Regions from separate parts of the Zea mays genome. Here region 1 is linked to region 2. A link is a contact called in public Hi-C data. All regions are on one chromosome and are shown on one strand. The core of a region is the stretch at or near the end of the contact, and the rest is flanking DNA. Distances in the headings are between cores, read along the strand shown. Region 1 holds the start of LOC103629310 (phospholipid-transporting ATPase 10). Region 2 has its middle 54 kb from the start of LOC100282993.

Evidence for each region. Hi-C and Micro-C count contacts between places; a contact is called where the count stands out from the background.
Region 1: a Hi-C map of leaf shows a contact between it and region 2, with 6 times the contacts expected there. The contact joins the promoter of LOC103629310 here to the enhancer-like site in region 2. A contact is called at or near these places in 2 of 25 Hi-C or Micro-C datasets (both in leaf).

What each region holds. Positions count from the first base shown.
Region 1 is chr6:53,875,201-53,878,291 of Zm-B73-REFERENCE-NAM-5.0, forward strand. It overlaps LOC103629310 (phospholipid-transporting ATPase 10), which reads right to left and starts at 1,428. Exons shown (of 9, transcript XM_020540234.2): 1 at 481-1,428; 2 at 1-342. The coding sequence starts at 948.
Region 2 is chr6:53,220,353-53,223,578 of Zm-B73-REFERENCE-NAM-5.0, forward strand. No RefSeq gene overlaps it. Among protein-coding and RNA genes, the nearest start is that of LOC100282993, 54 kb to the left of the region's middle. Within about 2 kb of position 1,874, at least 7 of the 20 cell types and tissues checked have an H3K27ac peak or open chromatin away from gene starts, as enhancers often do. A contact at or near this core is called in leaf, where this site is marked.

The DNA.
Region 1 (3,091 bases), core at 178-2,677, 650 kb after region 2:
GGTGTAGAGGTGCGCGTTGGGGTCCTCGCACCGCACGACGGCGCCCCGGAAGGCCCCGAAGCTGGCGCCGTCGTCCGGCGGCAGCGAGGCGGAGGTGGCCTCCAGGGACTGCTTCAGCTTCAGGTTGGTCTCGCCGTCCAGGTTCATGGTCTCCACGTAGCAGATGGCGTCGTCGTAGCTAGAGGAGAGCAGGACGAGGTCAGCCGGGAAGAATTCGTCCTTGTGGACCTTGACGATGTCGCCCACGCGGATGTCCTTCCATTTGGCATCGCGGAAGCCGCCGCCGCCGCCGATGTTGTTGACCTGGAAGACCTGAGTCTTCCTGTTGTTCACCTCCGTGTCCTGGAACGGATCATTCATTCTTTCATGATTCATTTCACTCACCGAGACAGACCGAGTATGTAATCAATCAAATTAATTGTTTTGACAGAGAAGAAGAAGAAGAAGAAATTGAAGTGAAGTTGGATAGTAGTACGGTACCTGCTGGTTCCTCCTCCAGTCTTCGATTGCCTCCTTGATCATGGTGGCGACGAGGACGATGACAAGCGGCGCAATGGCGCTGGAGGAGCTGTAGGCGGCGAGGGGGCTGTAGGCGATGCCGGCGGAGAGGAGGAAGTAGATGTTGGCGACGCGGCGGAACTGCTCGAAGAGGGACTTGGGCAGGAAGGTGAAGAGGTTGTACTTGGTGGTGGAGATGGAGTTGCTGGAGGCCATCTGCTGCTGCTGCTGCTGCAGCAGGTCAGCTGCAGCCGCTGAAGGCTCGCCGCCGCCGGCGTTGACCGTGACCACCCTGGAGAAGCCGGGGCCTCCTATCCTGGACACGGAGTGGTCGTCGGCCACGCTGGGCCGGCGGCCGCACGCATAGCTGTAGAGCTTGCTGAGGCGCACGGCGGACCTCCGCCGCCGCCGCCGGCCGTTGGTGGCGTTGCCGTCATCTTCGCCGGCCATTGTATTGTATTGTGTTATACTGGAAATCCCTGCTGCGGTTACAAATGGAGAAGAAGTAGCTGCTACTGCTGCTGGCTGCCGCCTTGAATCAAAATCAAATCAAATCAATTGAATCCCTAAGTGAAAAAAAAAACTAAAGGAGCTCGGCTGAGCTGACAAACGGAAACCCAGATGAGATGGAGAGGAGAGGGAAGGAAAGGAACACGCAAATAAAAGGGGAAGGGAGGGGACAGGGGGATTGGTCGCTCTGTTCGTGCGTGGTCAATATATGCTTTGCTTAGTACAACAGGATAGGAGATTAGGAGGAGCAACAGCTTTCTTGTTGCTTGGAAAGCTCCGCGCAGAGACCAAGAAGAAGGGATGGCATGGCCCGGCCGCGTTTGGCAGCCAGGGGGAGACTGAATCAAATCAACTCAAAATGGAGGAAGAATAATAAGACGAGGCAGACGGGGGAGGGGCTCCGTCTCTGTCCCGCCCGCCAAACGGACACGGAGTACAAACCAAGGGGTAGTAGCCAACCAACCCCCCCAAATGGCAGATGGGAAATGGCCCACCTCTCGTGCGTTTGCTTGGAAAGAATTTGTTGAATCCGGAGTGCTCCCTCTCCTCTCCCTCAGTCATCGTTGACTTGCCTGGCCGCCCCATGTCCCTTCCAATCTTCTAGAAGATACCGGCCAAACAAATGCGCTGCTGCTACAACTACGTTTTTTTTTGGAAAAAATTTTGATGTGTTCTACAATATTTTTTTTCATAGAGCAACTTTTTAATCAGGAATTGGAATTATCGATTTCTATGACTCCTACCGACCCTTGGTCCTCTCGCTTCATTCGTCCACCCAGTCACAAAAGAAAGCAGTGTGTTTGTTAACGGGTTGATACGAGTTGGAACAGGTTGAACCTGCATCAACTCATGTTTGGTTCAAAAGGCTAGTAGGTTAAGTTGGTTTCAGATCAAAATATCCCTTTAAAATGCGGATTCTAGGAGTTCCTCAAAAACAATCGAACCACTCCGACCCACTTCCTCTCCACCCCTCATGTCACCCACGCGGTCACACCATATCTTCACCCAAGCGCAGCCTGCGCAGGGCGCACCGCCACCGCCGACCTGTTATCCAGTCATCGGCTCCCCCGTCGGCCTGCCCTCCGACGCGATGCACCCCCGACCACGCCCGCCATCAGAGTCCTCCGCCGCCCTGCCCTCCGGCGCCGGTGTGTTCTCCCGTCGTCGGACTGCCCCCACCGACCTGTCCTCCAGCGCGCTACACCCCCGTCCGCGCCTCCCAACGACGTTGTTTATGCCGTGATCCAGCCCCTGCCACCATCCACCGATACCACCTCCATGTCCCCTACCGACACCACAAGGTGAGAAGCATTTGGAATTAAAGATACCATTCTTAGTGCGGTAATGTGATCAGGAAGGTGACCATATTCAGTTCATCCTTAATTCATCCCTCATCACGAAACCAAACAAGAGACGGTGCAGCTTCAACCCACTTCAACCCTGTAATCAAACAAGAAATTGTGTTCAACCCGTCACTTCAACCAAACAAGGAACGGGTCCGATCCAACCCACAAAAATGGGTCGGTTTCAACCCAACCCACTTTGTTCCGAAACCAAACACTCTAAAAACGAATGCTTACGTGTTAGATGGAGATAGTGCTGAACGAAATGCTCGTGGCTCGTCGGCTCGCTAGGTTCGTGATCAGCTCGGTTCGACTCATTTAACTTTTTCACGAGATGATCTGACAACCTAGCTCGGTTCGTTAACGAGCCAGCTCGCGAGCTAAACGAGATATCACATTTCAGCAAAACAAAACCATATACATATCATTTATGTGTATGTGTGATGTTTATGACCTACGAGTTAAACTAATGATTGATGAACTATGTCTGTGTGCTAAATTGGTCTATACGAATATAACTGTGGTTTAAATTGATGAAAGTACACACAAATGTTGCAAACATGAAAAACAGTAGTAGATTCATTGCACATTTTCCTAGGCACATGAGACACAACATTATTTCTCATAGGCCTACTTCTACCATGCACAAAAATAGAGCTAGAGGCAAACATAGCATGTGAATCGTTATAAGCAGTATGAACATAACTCTTATTATAATGAGAACGACTAGCAATTTTTCT
Region 2 (3,226 bases), core at 624-3,123:
ACTAGAGTTGGATTTGAGATTAAGGAGTCACTTGGCTTTTAGGAGTATGGATTGAGTTCGTAAATCATTATATGGGAAGAAATCACATTTGAAACCCTAAACTAGCCCAAAAGTGGAATTCAAAATTCAGTAAGAATCTGCTAAAAGTTCATATACCAAATTTGTAGAGTTTGCAAAAGTGAACAACTTTCCTATTTGGAGATTTCCCAGTTTTATAGAGAAATTTGGAGTAAATTGCAAAAATTCAGTTTTGGGTTCAGATTGGAATTGCTGAAAATTATATCAACTAGTCGACTTTGGATCTTTATAGCTTTTGATCTATAAACATTTTGAAGATGGTCATTATAACAAAGTTATAGAGCTATATGAGGAATATAAGTTATAGAGCTATATGAGGAATACAAAGTTATAGCCCTAACACTCTATGGAACTTAAGAGAAAAACTGGTAAAAAGTAAAGTTGTTAGAAATTGTGGATTTCAGACTTAGTGGAATTTAGAGTCTGAATATCATCATTTGGAGCAAACTTTGGGCTATTGTAGTTTGGAATACAAGAGGTTTTGGTTAATGGTCACTATATAAATTTTGTAGAGGGACTGTTGGAGTATAAACTTTATTAAGCAACTTGCCATTCAAAGTATATGCCACTAGGAAAAGGAGGGTGGTCCAAATAGGGCTTGGCAGATTTCTAGAGTTTCAGATGGTGGACAGTGGTCTGCAGCTAAAAATTCAGTGTTGATGGCTATTTTTGGAGCCTCTTTGTGGCAAATCTAAGGAATTTTGTGATGTGGTGTTTATAGAGGAGTTAAATCCCATATGATGGCGAACAAGTTCCTTTAAGTAAGTTTGGTTTGGTTCCACATAAAAAGTGGAGTAAAGCTTGCTCAAAGTTGGACTGTGTGTGGCTAAAACTGAACTGTATTCAGTTCACTGCAAACTGAAAATCAGTGTTTGATGCTTAGTTTGGAGTCCTTTTATAACCAAATGAAGGAGTTTTGAACTAAGAACTATATAGCAAAGTTGGAGCCCATGGTACAGAGAACAAGTTTCATAAAGAGGGTTGGACTTGGTTCTACACAAATCCGAGAGTAAAGTATACCCCAATTTCCTCTGTCAGACTTTAGAGGTGTGGATCTAGTTAACTGTTGCTGTGAGATTCAGTGAGTTTTTACCATATTTTGGAGCTCTGTAGTAATTGATCCAAGGGATATTAGATTGGGAACCCCATAGCAAAGTCAAAGACTAGGTATAGGAGAACAAGTTCATGCAAAGACTTGGTGTGGCTAATGTATACAATTAGGAGAAAATGGTGCTGCAATTTCCAATGTCAGAGATAGTGTGGGTTGATCAGTAAAACTGAAATTGAGTGTTTAGTTGTTTTTGCTATAGTTTGGAACACCACAACTTCAGTTCTGAGTAGTTTCAGCCCTGGAGTGTTATATCAAATAGAAAGGGCTATAGTTGGAGAGTAATGTTAGTTAAGAAATATAGCTCTGTTGTGAGGAGATTTATTAGATAGAAGGGATTAAACAGGGGGTTCTGCAATGGCAGTATTGGCTGTTTTAGTCTAGTTCAATGCTGATTTAGTAGTCTGAACAAGAATCTCCCTATCCTGCTGAACTTCACCTATGTGTTTAAGTTTTCATAGGGATAAGTGTTAGTGGGGACGAGGTACATAGCTTAGGTGCTGAAGGTTTCCCACTGCAGAAAGATATCTAGGAGTTGGTCTGTTCTGGAGATAGTGGAGGGGAAAGTAGCTATCTGACTATGGATCAGGTTTGGAGTTGCAGAAAAGATCTTCCCCCGCTGTCCTAAACTGGTGAGCTCAGGCTGAGATAAGACTTGGGTGGACAACAAAGGGAGACCCCAGAAATATCAAGTTGGGCCTGTTGAGTCTGCTCACAGTGGAGTGTTCACTTATCATTCTTCTGTCTGTGTTTACTGGACATGGGATATTTTGGCTGGTTAAGTTGACCAGGTTCAGTGAATATGGTGTGGCTACGAGCTGGTGAGATATTGATGCATGAAAGCCACATATGGGTTGCTCATATAATGTTGGCACCCTCAAAACATTTCCTCACTGCATGTTGGACAGGTGCAGGGCCACCTTGCCCCATATTCAGGTGTTTATAGGGTAGGTTTCAGCGAGGATTACCTCCCCGTCTTGAGCTCTACCCTCAGACCACAACAAAGAATATGAAGTTCTTGTGTCCATACTAGAGATAGCCCTCTCTCCCCAGCCACCAACTCGGTCAGCCCTTGTGCACAGCGCGTTATCTCCCTGCTAGTGGTGACCACGGCCACAACCTCCTTCACCTCATAGTGGCCAGAACATAGTCGTGCCACCACAAATCGTCGCCGTGTTTAGTTTCATCGTCGACCAGCCAACGTACGTCTTCCCCGAGCAGTTTCATGCACCCACTGAGAACTTGGACTGTCATGTTAGTTGGACTAGATTTTTATTCAGATCTGAAACCTGAAATTGCAGTGTTGGGTACTCAGTTTGGAGGTGTTTTGTGACCAATCTAAGTAGTTTTAGACTATAGTTGCTATAGAAAACTTGAATACCAGTGTTAGGGGAGTAAAATTTGGTGAGGGTTATGCCCTTGACACTACTTAGAGTTGGGAGTAATTAGTGCCTAAAGGTGTGCTGTCAGGCTTATTTTTCTCTGAACTGAATTCAATTAACTGCAACTAAAGTTTTAATATTTGGTTCCCAGTTTGGAGCAACTTTGTGACCAGTCCATAAGGTCTTGGACTAAGAATCTTATAGCACAGTCAAAGACCATTTGAAGGAGAACATGTTTCATATAAAGAGTTGGATTTGTTCTTGTGTGAAAATTAGAGTAAATGAGGTTGCAAATCCTTCCAACAGACTTAATGGGTGCCTGTTTCAGTTAACTGAAACTGGTTGCAGTGAATGGGGTCAACTTTGAAGCACTATAGCATTGAATCCATGAGTTTTTAGTTGTTGGTCATTATAGCAACCTTGTATATATGTTCTAGGAGCACAAACTTGATTAAGCTATTTGACCTTAGAGCTATACAGAACTAGGTGTAAATATTGCTTAAAGTTAGGTTGTCAGGTTGATGTTAGGCTATTCCAGACATCTAAAATTGGACATTTCAGTACGTTGGCTCAACATTGGAGTTTCCTTGGGGTTGTTCTATGCAGTTAGGAGATATATTTTGTGTAGCAAAATTGGAGACCAAGTATTAGTAAGCAA